Linked DNA regions of Pan troglodytes: region 2 is linked to region 1. Evidence: chromatin contacts called from public Hi-C data. All regions are on one chromosome and are shown on one strand. Each heading gives the region's core, a stretch centred on a gene start, on an enhancer-like site or on the middle of the called end of the contact. The rest is flanking DNA. Distances are from core to core; before and after follow the strand shown.

Region 1 (5,503 bases), core at 2,041-4,540:
ATAAAGGCAGGAACACCCATCCCATCTTCATTTAAAATTTTGTTAATCATGGGTGTTTTTTGCACTAACCTTGATTTTAAAAAGTATTGCAATACAATATGATTAATTTTGATTATTGAGCTTTTTCTGTTTTTTTCTTTTTTTTTTTTTTTTTTGAGTTGGAGTCTCACTTTGTCGCCCAGGCTGGAGTGCAGTGGCACGATTTCGGCTCACTGCAAGCTCTGCCTCCCGGGTTCAAGCAATTTTCCTGCCTCAGCCTCCCTAGTAGCTGGGATTACAGGTGCGTGGCACCATGCCCAGCTAATTTTTGTATTTTTACTAGAGACTGGGTTTCACCATGTTGGCCAGGCTGGTCTTGAACTCCTGACCTCAGCTGATCCACCCGCCTCGGCCTCACAAAGTGCTGGGATTACAGGCATGGGCCACCGCACCTGGCCTTGATTAATGAGGGTTTTTTGCAGTCCCCTTAGATTTTGTGCCAAAGAGGGTGCCTCACTTGCCTCCCTCTAGTCCGGGCTTGGGCCGCAGCAATGTGGTTTGTGGCCCAGCATCTTGAAGAGTTATGGCAATAGCTATTTTCTGCCTTTACGGAAGGCCCTTTTTCTCTGTGAGATCCCAGTGCTGGGCTGGGGCAGATATGAGGGCAGCCACCATGCCTAGGGACAGAGGTGTTGGGCTGGGTCAGTTCACTGTCACTGGCTGGAACCAACTCCCCGCAGGCCCCTTATTCTGCCTGTGAAGCCCCTTCTGCCAGCCCATACCCGCAGGTCCCCAGAGAGTCCTGAATTCCGGAACTGCCACTGCCTGGCCGCATGCTAAAGCTACCAGAAAGAGAGAGGTCTCTGGCCCCCGGCCAGCGTGTCACCCTGCCTTCTGGAACATTCCCCTGCCCTCTACATGGCTGGAGTAAATTCACTTCCTGGGGGAGTTAAAGGCCTGTAACTCCTTCATGGGCACTGTTTAAGCTCCTGTTTCTTCTCTCTCTCCTATTTTTAGAGGGACCTATTTTGTTGTCTCTATCTTAATGAGCTGGTATGTTTTGTAGCTTCTGGTGACATCTCTTTTAATGCTCCTACTTTCTCTCCATGGGTCCAGTCTCCCCCTGCAGAGTACAGTGAAAGAAAATAAAATGAAACAATCTGCTCACCGAACCCACAGAAATGGCAGGGTCTAAGCAGTCAGTCACTCCAAACCTTGGCTTAGAGCCACCTGAGGAGCTTTCAAAATTCCCAATTCCCAGGTCCCACCCGAGACCAATTAAATCAGAATATCCGGAGGTGCAGCCCCAGGCATCAGTAGATTGCAATACCCTAAATCTCCAGATGAAAACAATACCCAGCCAAGGGTGGGAACCAGGGCACCAAAAACAGGCCTGGGTTTTACAGAGCCAAGGCTGCCACCTAGAGGCAGGAGTGGGTACTGCAGTCCACTGGTAGGATCACAGACTGGGAGACCGGAACATCAAAGGCTTTGCTGGAGTGTAGGGCGCAATCATGACCCGCAGCAGCCTCAACCTCCCAGGCTCAAGCGATCCTCCTGCCTCAGCCTCTGGGACTACAGGCGCACGCCACCATGTTTTTGTTTGTATGTTTGTTTGTTTGTTTGTTCTGCTTTGTTTTTTTTTTTTGAGACGGAGTCTCTGTCGCCCAGGCTGGAGTGCAGTGGTGCCATCTTGGCTCACTGCAAGCTCCGCCTCCCGGGTTCACGCCATTCTTCTGCCTCAGCCTCCCAAGTAGCTGGGACTACAGGCGCCCGCCACCATGCCCGGCTAATTTTTTTTATTATTATTTTTAGTAGAGATGGGGTTTCACCGTGTTAGCCAGGATGGTCTCGATCTCCTGACCTCGTGATCCGCCCGCTTTTAAAATTTTTTTTGTGGAGACAGAGTCTCACTACGTTGCCCAGGCTGGTCTTGAACTCCTGGGCCCAAACGTTCCTCCAGCCTCAAGCCTCCCAAAGTGCTGGGATTACAGGCGTGAGCCACAGCACCCTGCCATAGCTTTAATACTTTAAACCCCAATCTTCTCCCCACCACTGACTCTCCTGTATAAACATCCCAGTAACTTCCAGCTTAAGTTCTTTCAAAGTTATCCCACTTTTTCCAGCAGAGGGCAGCCCCTCCTGGCTAGCAAGATGCTTTGTCACACAGCTGAACTCCCGTTTTGAGAACTCCACCTCCTGACTCTGGGTCTGGGCGCTGGAGACACACACGGAATAAATCTGCTCTCTTGGATCTTCCAGGGTCATTAGACAGCCACCATACTCCTATGAACCCCTGTTCTCTCAAGGTGAAGGAGCTCCAGTTCCTGTATCCTGCCTCCTCCTTCCTAGGCTGGCAAGATCCCTTCATCAGGGATGACACCCAGAATTTAGTCTACAATTTAAAAAAGAATTATAGAGATAATATATGCTCATTATAAAAATACATTTGTAAAACATAAAATAGAAAGTGCCCCTCCCTGTCCATTCTCCTCAATTCCACTGTCTGAAGGATGGACTGGGGTAAGGTGAGGAGGTACCATTGTTAACAGGTTGGTGGCACCCAAAACTGAATGTCATATCTATCTATCTATCTATCTATCTATCTATCATCTATCATCTATCTATCTGCCTACCTATCCATCTATCTGAGACAGGGTCTCACTCTCACCCAGGCTGGAGTGCAGTGGTGCAGTGGCGCCATCTCAGCTCACTGCAGCCTAGACCTCCCTGGCTCAAGCGTTCCTCCTGCTTCAGCCTCCCCAGTAGCTGGGACCACAGGCACTCGCCACCACGTCTGGATAATTAAAAAAATTTTTTGTATAGACAGGGTATCACTATGTTGCCCAGGCTGGTCTCAAACTCCTGGGCTCCAGAAATCCTGCCCCGTCAGCTTCCCAAGGTGCTGGAATTACAGGTGTGAGCCATCGCACCCAGCTGAATGTCATAGTCTTGCAGCAAGAATAACAGCGCCTCTCTGAGCCTCAGTTTCCTCCTCTGTAACGTGAATAATTATAGTACCTGCCTTAAAAGATTTCTGCTACGAAGCAAATTCAAGGCCCTGCATGATGCCTGTCACATGTTATAACTATAACTGAATTGTCTCAGACAATGGGTGGAACCAGATGGAGTCTTGAAGTACATTGACTTTTCCTGCTTATTACACTCACATCACAGCAGAACTGGGTTCATGTGAGTTAGTAAAATTAGTCCTAAAGCCCCAGTGCTGAGGAGAGCTGAGGTGAGTGGTGAGGAAAAGGAGCTCCCACACCAGTCCTTTTAAACCGAGGTGCAGTTGATGGAAATGACCACCAGAGGGCAGGGTTGGGTCACTTATGAGGGGAATCACTTTATGGTCTGTCAAATGCAGGCCCACCAGGGTAGCTGCGGTGGAGGCTGCCTCAATTCTAACCACCTTGGGTTGAGCCTGGGGGTGTCCTGTCTGCTAATCTGCCCAGGTCTGAGCTCAGCAGAATCCCTTAGTGTCAGGTTATCCAAAAGTGGATGTGCCCAGACTCTTCTCTGATTCCCGTCTGCAACTGAGGGTCACTGCAATATATTCAGACTCCAGTTCTGACGTCCCACCACAGGTCCTGCACCTGCATCGTGCCCCTTCCACTCACTCACCTGCACCTGTGGCAGAGCAATCGTAAATTACAGCATTTCCCGCCAAGCCTGGCCTGAGAATCTTTCTCAGCCTCTCATGACAGACCGTGGCTACCGACCGCTCAGTGACATCAGCGGCACCGTCATTCAGCAGATATTTCTGGTACCTCTATGTGCCAAGCACTGTTCTACTTGCCATCCATTCCCCAGCCCAAGTCAGGCCCAACCAAGGATCGGTTTCTCTGACACGGACTGAAATTTCTTGGTCTCTCCAAATTCAGAATGAACCTGGGCTACTCTCTGCAAGGGTGCCCCCACACTTACGGGCTTACCCTGACAACAGGTATAAGATGAGAAGCCCCCCAACCTGAAATTCCCATACTATACTGTAGTTGGACCCTGCCATGCTCCCTTAGCCAAATTCAGAACAGTAACCACTCCCTCCCTGCCAAGTTGACTCATCTAACCTCAAATAACCCCCATAAGAGTCTGACCCAGAGCTGTGACAATACCCTAAATCAGACTCTTCTTCCTTCACCCTATTCCTACCAAGAAGTAAAGAAATACTCACAGAGGTTCCTCTTTCCACGACGGGTTAGATGTCAAACATCCTCTCCCTTCGAACATCCAAATGCTCTTGGAGTTGACAGACACATGCTGTGCCTGCGGGTTTGCATTTAAGAATCTTTTGAGAATGTTTGCTCCTGAAGGAAAAGAAGGGAAAATATTCTTGTAGGATTATGCAATTTTAGAGAAAGGGAAGCTGAACAGGTCCTTGACATGAGCGCTACAGACTATTTTAAGAAAGGGGAGAGGAAGGATACAAGGAATCAAAAGGTTTAACACTGCTTAGATCAGAGAGATCACAAAATATTTGTGGGGGATTTATCACAAAGATGGAATTTAGCTGACTGAATGATATAAGACGCTGAAGATAGCAATGCAAGAAGAAAAGATTTCAGCCTGTTTCATCACTCCAGGAGAAAGGCAGAAACACACCAGAGAGGCTCGCAGTGGAGTGACCTTATGAGGCTGGGTCAAGCGAAGGCGTGAGGGCTGAGGCCTGATCTCATTTATGTACCTATGACCAACTTTGCAGACATGGGGGGACTGGAAAGGAAATAATGGTTAACATGAGAGTTCAGGATCAGAAGACAAAGTGTTCAGCAGTCACCTGGTGGCCCAGCCACAGAGCCCAAAGGGAGCCACATGCACATTAATGGGCCATGGAATCTATAAGAGGCAAACAGGGACCCTATCTAAATATTTCTCGAGGTTGCCATGAGCTTGGCACAATGCCAATCATAATAATCCTAAATCGTAAAGAAAAAGTAACATGCTACTAACTGCACTCTGTTTAAGAGGATAGGAAACACAAAAGACCCCGCATTGTATGAGTCCATGTGAAATGCTCAGAATAGGCAAATCCACAGAGAAAGAAATAGATGAGTGGTTTCCAGAAGGTGAGAGAAGGGGAGAATGGGGAGTGAGTGCTTAATGAGTATGGAGTTTCTTTTGGGGGTGTTGAAATGCCCTAAAATTAGCTTGTGGTGATGATCACACATCTCAGTGAATATACTGTCGTAAAACCACTGAACTTTTAATAGGTGAGTGTTAATGGCATGTGAAACGTGTCTCCTCAAGCTGTAAAATAAAGAGGAGAGAGGGGTATGTGATGCAGCTTCTAAATATCCCATTAGAAATTACTTCAAACCTCAACAACATAAAGGGATTAGATTCATTTACCTGGAGAATTCCCAGTGCGGGAAATTTCATTCTCAGGTAATGCTAGAAAAATGAGGTGTTTCTATATAATCGTCAGAGTTGAATTCAGTAAAGTAAAAAGATTACAGAAAGAAAATATAAAATGTACCCCCAATTCCGTGGAAATGCAGATTCTTACAGATGGCACTCAGAA
Region 2 (5,925 bases), core at 2,068-4,567, 280 kb after region 1:
AAATATCATGTGTACCCCATAAATATGTTCAACTATTATGTAACCACAAAAATGCTAAAAACCAAATGCCATATTAAATGTTATTAAATTTCAATTTCAGTTAAACAATGAAAAATGTCTTAGTATAAGTGTGACCTATGCAATATTTGGAATATACTTCCTCTAAAAAAGTATTCATTGTTTATCTGAAATTCACATTCAACAGGGCATCTGTATCTTATCTGGCACCCCTACTACGAAATCATATTCAAAATATTGTGTGTATGTATATAGGCACATCAGAGCCACAGCTTTCATAAGATAAAGGCTCTGTTTACCCCAAAGTTAAATACCACTACATTTGGCAAATAATCATCTTAGGTATCCCATAATCAAAATAGCATCAATAACAACTGTTTGAAGCCATACTGCATGTCAATCACTTTGTTATATTACCTCGAATCCTTGCAACAGTTCTCTGCAAGATACGCATATTGATCTCCAGTTTATAAATGAGAAAACTGAGAATCAGAGACTATATATAAATACGGAACCCTGTGCAATAGAGACTATATATAAATATAGAACCCTGTGCAATAGAGGACTCCTTTAACTGTCACTTCATCCTGATTTGCGAATATTCTTGGAGTCTAGCTTTTTCAGTGTCATTTGTCACAAAAAGGAAAACAAACTGTCACACGGAGCTGTGGCTATGGGGTAGCTCACTCACCAGCTGAGCTGTTCTATGCCCAACACGGGCCTCCCAGCTCAGGATTAAACATTCTGCCTCTGCAACATTATGAGTGAACAGAGGTATACGTTGTCGGGGGTGGGGAAGGGGGGAAAGTTCACCTATTACCACGTGATCCTAAGCAGAGTATTTGAGCACTTTCTGCCTCAGCTTTCTTGTCCATAAAACAAGGATAGGCCGGGCACGGTGGCTCATGCCTGTAATCCCAGCACTTTGGGAGGCCGAGTTGGGTGGATCACGAGGTCAGGAGATCGAGACCATCCTGGCTAACATGGTGAAACCCCGTCTCTACTAAAAATGCAAACAAATTAGCTGGGCGTGGTGGCGGTCGCCTGTAGTCCCAGCTACTCGGGAGGCTGAGGCAGGAGAATGGCGTGAACCCGGGAGACGGAGCTTGCAGTGAGCCGAGATTGCGCCACTGCATTCCAGCCTGGGCGACAGAGCGAAACTCCGTCTCAAAAACAAACAAACAAACAAAAAAAAAACCAGGATAAAAGTGGCATTTTAATCTATTATTTACTTCTTTAATAAGCACTCATAAAGTGGTTACTCACTTTGCAAATATTAGCTCATTTAACCCACCTTAGAGGGTTGTCGTGAGGGTTCAATGAGTAAGTACAAGTCAAGCATTTACAACAGGGCTGAGTACATTGTGAACACCCAGCAAATGTTGGATGCTAATTATTATTATTATTATTATTATCACTCAGAACTAGAAACTTTAAATCCCCAATAGCCAGGTGTGTTATAGTTAGTGAAACTGCATCTTCCATGAAAGTTAGGTTCTAAAGTCTAAGTCAAAAGCAATAACCAACTACATCATTGTGATATGCATTATCTGGGGCATCCTGCAGCCTCCTGACCAGTGAGCCGGCTTCTCCAGTTTTGGGAAGAGTGGTTTCTTTGGTTAAGAATCACACGAAATCATTGGCTTGTATGTAGGTCTTGGAAAAAATCCATTTCTGTTACTGTCGTCGTTGAGTACGTGCTTGCATAAATCAAACATGCTTGTGGCCTGACTCCTCTCTAAGCAGATGGCCTGCAAGGTGGTGGGGGATGGCTTCAAACTGTGGCTCTGGGAGGAATGCTTTTGGTAATCCACTGGCTTACTTTTTTTTCTTTTTTGAGACAGAGTCTCGCTCTGTCACCAGACCGGAGTGTAGTGACACGATCTCGGCTCACTGCAACCTCCAACTCCCTGGTTCAAGCTATTCTCCTGCCTCAGCCTCCTGAGTAGCTGGGACTACAGGCACACACCACCATGCCCAGCTAATTTTTGTATTTTTAGTAGAGATGGGGTTTCACCATGTTGGCCAGGATGGTCTCAATCTCCTGACCTCATGATATGCCCACCTCAGCCTCCCAAAGTGCTGGGATTACAGTCGTGAGCCACCGCGCCCGGCCCTACATTTTCTTTGGGAAGGTAAATGTTGCTGAAATGTCTGTCCTTTCCTGTTGCATTTGCTTCTCCTTAGCTCTGGCACCTACCTCTCTGTTTTCATGTCAATTTCTAGGAATAGCCCAACACTGATACAGAAGCCTGGTGACACCTTAGAAAGCACCTAGTGTGCCCTCTTTATTTTCTAGAAGACTAGAGACTATGGAGATTTCCATGCCTTACCTCAGGGCACCTAGAGCAGGGGCTGGGAGTCACGATCCATGATCAAATCTCAAGTCCCTCCCCACCCACAGGCACATACGGGGCTTGCTGGTTGTTCTCCCGAATCCTCTAGGGCTTCACAGGCACAGGTCCTCTGCTCGCCTGCTGAACAAGGGCCCCTCGGGAGCAGGCTCCAGCCTCTACTCCTCTCATTCTCCTCTTGCAGCAAACCTGGAGCCTGCTAAGTCTGTGCTGCTGACTCACCAAAAGCTGGCTTGCTGCTGTTTTTAAATGTAGGTTTTATTATTGTTAAGGGATGGTGAGGCCAACAGACCAGAAGATGGTTACCATTAAAAAGACAGTCACGGCCGGGCATGGTGGCTCACGCCTGTAATCCCAACACTTTGGGAGGCTGAGGTGGGTGGATCACCTGAGGTCAGGAGTTTGAGACCAGCCTAACATGGCGAAACCCTGTCTCAACTAAAAATACAAAAATTAGCCTGGCGTGGTGGTGCATGCCTGTAATCCCAGCTACTTGGGAGGCTGAAGCAGAATTGCTTGTACCCAGGAGGCGGCGGGTGTAGTGAGCCGAGACTGCGCCACTGCACTCCAGCCTCAGTGACAGAGGGAGACTCCATCTCAAAAAAAAAAAAACACAGTGCTCAAGAGGAGGGGGCCTGCCACAGAGGGCCACGAGGGGAAGCACCAGGGCTAGGTTTGGGGTTGGGGGAGTAAGGAGAAATCACAGGCCAGAGCCTCGAGGGTCGTTCCCATGGGATGGAGCAGGCGAGGCAGCATGAACAGGCCAAGCAGGTTCAGCATTGCCAAGTTTGAATGGTTTCAGCAGGCTTCAAAATGTAGGGACTTTCTCAAGTTGGCCGGTACCCGGGGCCCTGAGGTGACCAGGACAGGGAAGTATTGGCCCAGAGTGTAAGAGCCCTGTGAGAGCCTGATAAAGGTAGGGATCGGGGGTTAAGGGCTTTGGATGGCTGGTTTGCATGTGAAAGACGTGCTTGCAGGAGACTTTTTTGCCATCTCCTGGAATGGCTAGCCCCGGGAAGGGCAGTCTCTCCTGAGCCAGCGAGGAGGCCCCATGATGCCAGATCATCATAAGATACAGCATATTTCAAAAGCATGGCTAATACCACTGCCCACGGAGGCCAAGATGGCTGGAGAAAGGAGTGGGATGGAAGTGATACACTTGGAGAAATAAAGAGGAAAAACCCTTCAGCGGCTGGAGCAGAAGGATGAGAGAATAGCTCAGGGGAATTTTTAGAAGTTTTACGCGTTGGTACAAAAGCAAAGGAGGCCCTTTACGTGGACCTGATAGAAAACATCTCAGGCCGGGTTTAAGGAAAAACAAAGCAAGCCCTAAGAGAACCAGCTCAGGATTCTGAGTCTGCACAAACCAGAGGGGCCCTGTGAGAGAGAAGAGTGCCGTCTCGGCTCTGCTACAGCTTTGCAAAGCCCTTCACCTCTCTGGGCCTCAGTCTCCCCCAGTGCCCCGCCACCCCATAGGATGCCTCTGCGGGAATTAGAAAAGATCTCCCAGTCCAAGTCGGACACGACCCCTAACAGGATGGACAGCCTGGCAAGCATGGTGGCATCTCTGGCCTCCCCACTGTAAAATGATGGTCCTTTCAGCTTTCTTCTGGCTCTAGAAGCTTCAATTCTCTTGTAACTATGCCTTTTTCTCTCTGCTCCCGGTGCTTAAGAAGAAAGAGGCCTCAGCCACATGGTTAAAGCAAGTGTTAATCATGCCTGCTTTCACCATTTTAACCTTTGTACTCATCTTTTCTCTCTCTCTCTTTTTTTTTCAAGACAGGGTCTCACTCTGTCGCTCAGGCTGGAGTGCAGTGGCGCCATCTCAGCTCACAGCTCACTGCAACCTCTGCCTCCCCAGTTTAAGCAATCCTCCTGCCTCAGCCTCCCAAGTAACTGGGATTACAGGGACGCACCACCACACCCAGCTAAGTTTTCGTATTTTTAGTAGAGACGAGGTTTCACCATGTTGGCCAGGGTGGTCTCGAACTCCTGACCTCAGGCGATTCGCCCACCTCGGCCTCCCAAAGTGCTGGGATTACAGGCGTGAGCCATCGCACCGGGCCTGTACTCATCTTAACTCATGTAATCCTCAACCGCCTGATGAAGCAGATACTACAGGTTGATTATCCCTTTATCTGAAATGCTTGGGACCACGAGTGTTGTGAATTTTAAATTTCTGTGGGTATTGGAATATTTGTATGTGCCTAATGAGCTATCTTGGGGATGGGACCAAGTCCAAACACAAAATTCATCTGTTTCATATGGGTCTTATACACATAGCCCTAAGGTAATTTTATACAATATTTTAAATAATTTTGTACGTGAAACAGTTTTGGCTGCGACCTGCCTCATGAGGTCAGTCGTGGAATTCTCCACTTGTGGCATCAGGTTGGAGCTCAAAAGTTTTCAGGTTTTGAGTTTTCTGAATCGGGATGCTCAACCTACATTATTATCCTTATTTTACAAATAAAGAAATTGAGGCAGAGACAGGCCAAGTCCGCGAAGCTAGTAAACAGCATAGCTGGGATCTTAACCACTCAGAATCATCATCTGAGAGCTCATGGGAGTCGAATTAGACCATTTCTAAGGTTCTCTCCACATCGGCGGTTCTATGAATTTTTTAATTATTGTATTTATTTATTTATTTATTTATTTATTTGAGACTGAGTCTTGCTCTGTCACCCAGGTTGGAGTGCAGTGGCACAATCTCAGCTCACTGCAACCTCCGCCTCCCGGGTTCAAGCGATTCTCTTGACGCAGCCTCCCGAGTAGCTGAGACTACAGGCACCTGCCACCATGCCCGGCAAATTTTTGTATTTTTAGTAGAGATGGAGTTTCACCATGTTGGCCAGGCTGGTCTCGAACTCCTGACCTCAGGTGATCCACCCACCTCGACCTCCCAAGTGCGGTGATTACAGGCATGAGCCACTGCACCTGGCCAGTTCTCTGAATGTCTGAGACATTTTCTCCTTGCTCTCAACCATGTTTTCTCTAGAGAATCACCACCTGATAGGACTTTCAGAAATGATTAAATGCCCCATGTCTGCACTGTTCAATAGGGTGGCCGCCGTTACATGAAATGTTTACATTTACATGAAAAGTTTTAAAATGTTAATTAATTTTTAATTTTAATGAATTTAAATGTAAATAGCCACATGTGGCTGGTCACTACTGTATCTGACAGTGCAGCTCTACCAAAGCCTTAAAAATCATCTAATTGTATAGTGATGTCTCCCCACAGCTACCAGGGAACCACGTGGGCATTCTAGAAGCTTCCCTAAGGTTAAGTCAAAGCCAGCCTTGGCCCCACCACTCCCACCCCAGCAACTTAGGGAGCCCACAAAGAGAAGCCATCAGGTTGCCGTAGCCTGTGTCCTCTAACCCCTCATGCAGACCTGAGACAGAATTTTCTCCATCCTAGTTTGATTTGTGCCTGACCCAGGCTGGTTACCACGAGCACCCACATTACCTCCCCAAAGGGGCTTGCCCCTCTAGCTCCTCTCCTTCCAGCCAAGCTCCATTTCTCCCCCAATTCCTATAGCAGGGGCTC

What was found. A called contact is a pair of places that touch in the nucleus more often than the background predicts.
Region 2: a contact with region 1 is called in a Hi-C map of induced pluripotent stem cells, with 4 times the contacts expected there. The contact joins two enhancer-like sites. A contact is called at or near these places in 4 of 7 Hi-C or Micro-C datasets (induced pluripotent stem cells, a lymphoblastoid cell line and stem cell-derived neural progenitor cells) and 1 of 1 other capture datasets (stem cell-derived neural stem cells).

The regions. Positions count from the first base shown.
Region 1 is chr19:60,084,136-60,089,638 of NHGRI_mPanTro3-v2.0_pri, forward strand. No RefSeq gene overlaps it. Among named protein-coding and RNA genes, the nearest start is that of MYH3, 63 kb to the left of the region's middle. Within about 2 kb of position 3,291, at least 2 of the 24 cell types and tissues checked have an H3K27ac peak or open chromatin away from gene starts, as enhancers often do. A contact at or near this core is called in induced pluripotent stem cells, where this site is marked.
Region 2 is chr19:60,361,789-60,367,713 of NHGRI_mPanTro3-v2.0_pri, forward strand. All of the region lies in intron 16 of MYH13 (myosin heavy chain 13), which reads left to right. Among named protein-coding and RNA genes, the nearest start is that of MYH13, 28 kb to the left of the region's middle. Within about 2 kb of position 3,318, at least 3 of the 24 cell types and tissues checked have an H3K27ac peak or open chromatin away from gene starts, as enhancers often do. A contact at or near this core is called in induced pluripotent stem cells, where this site is marked.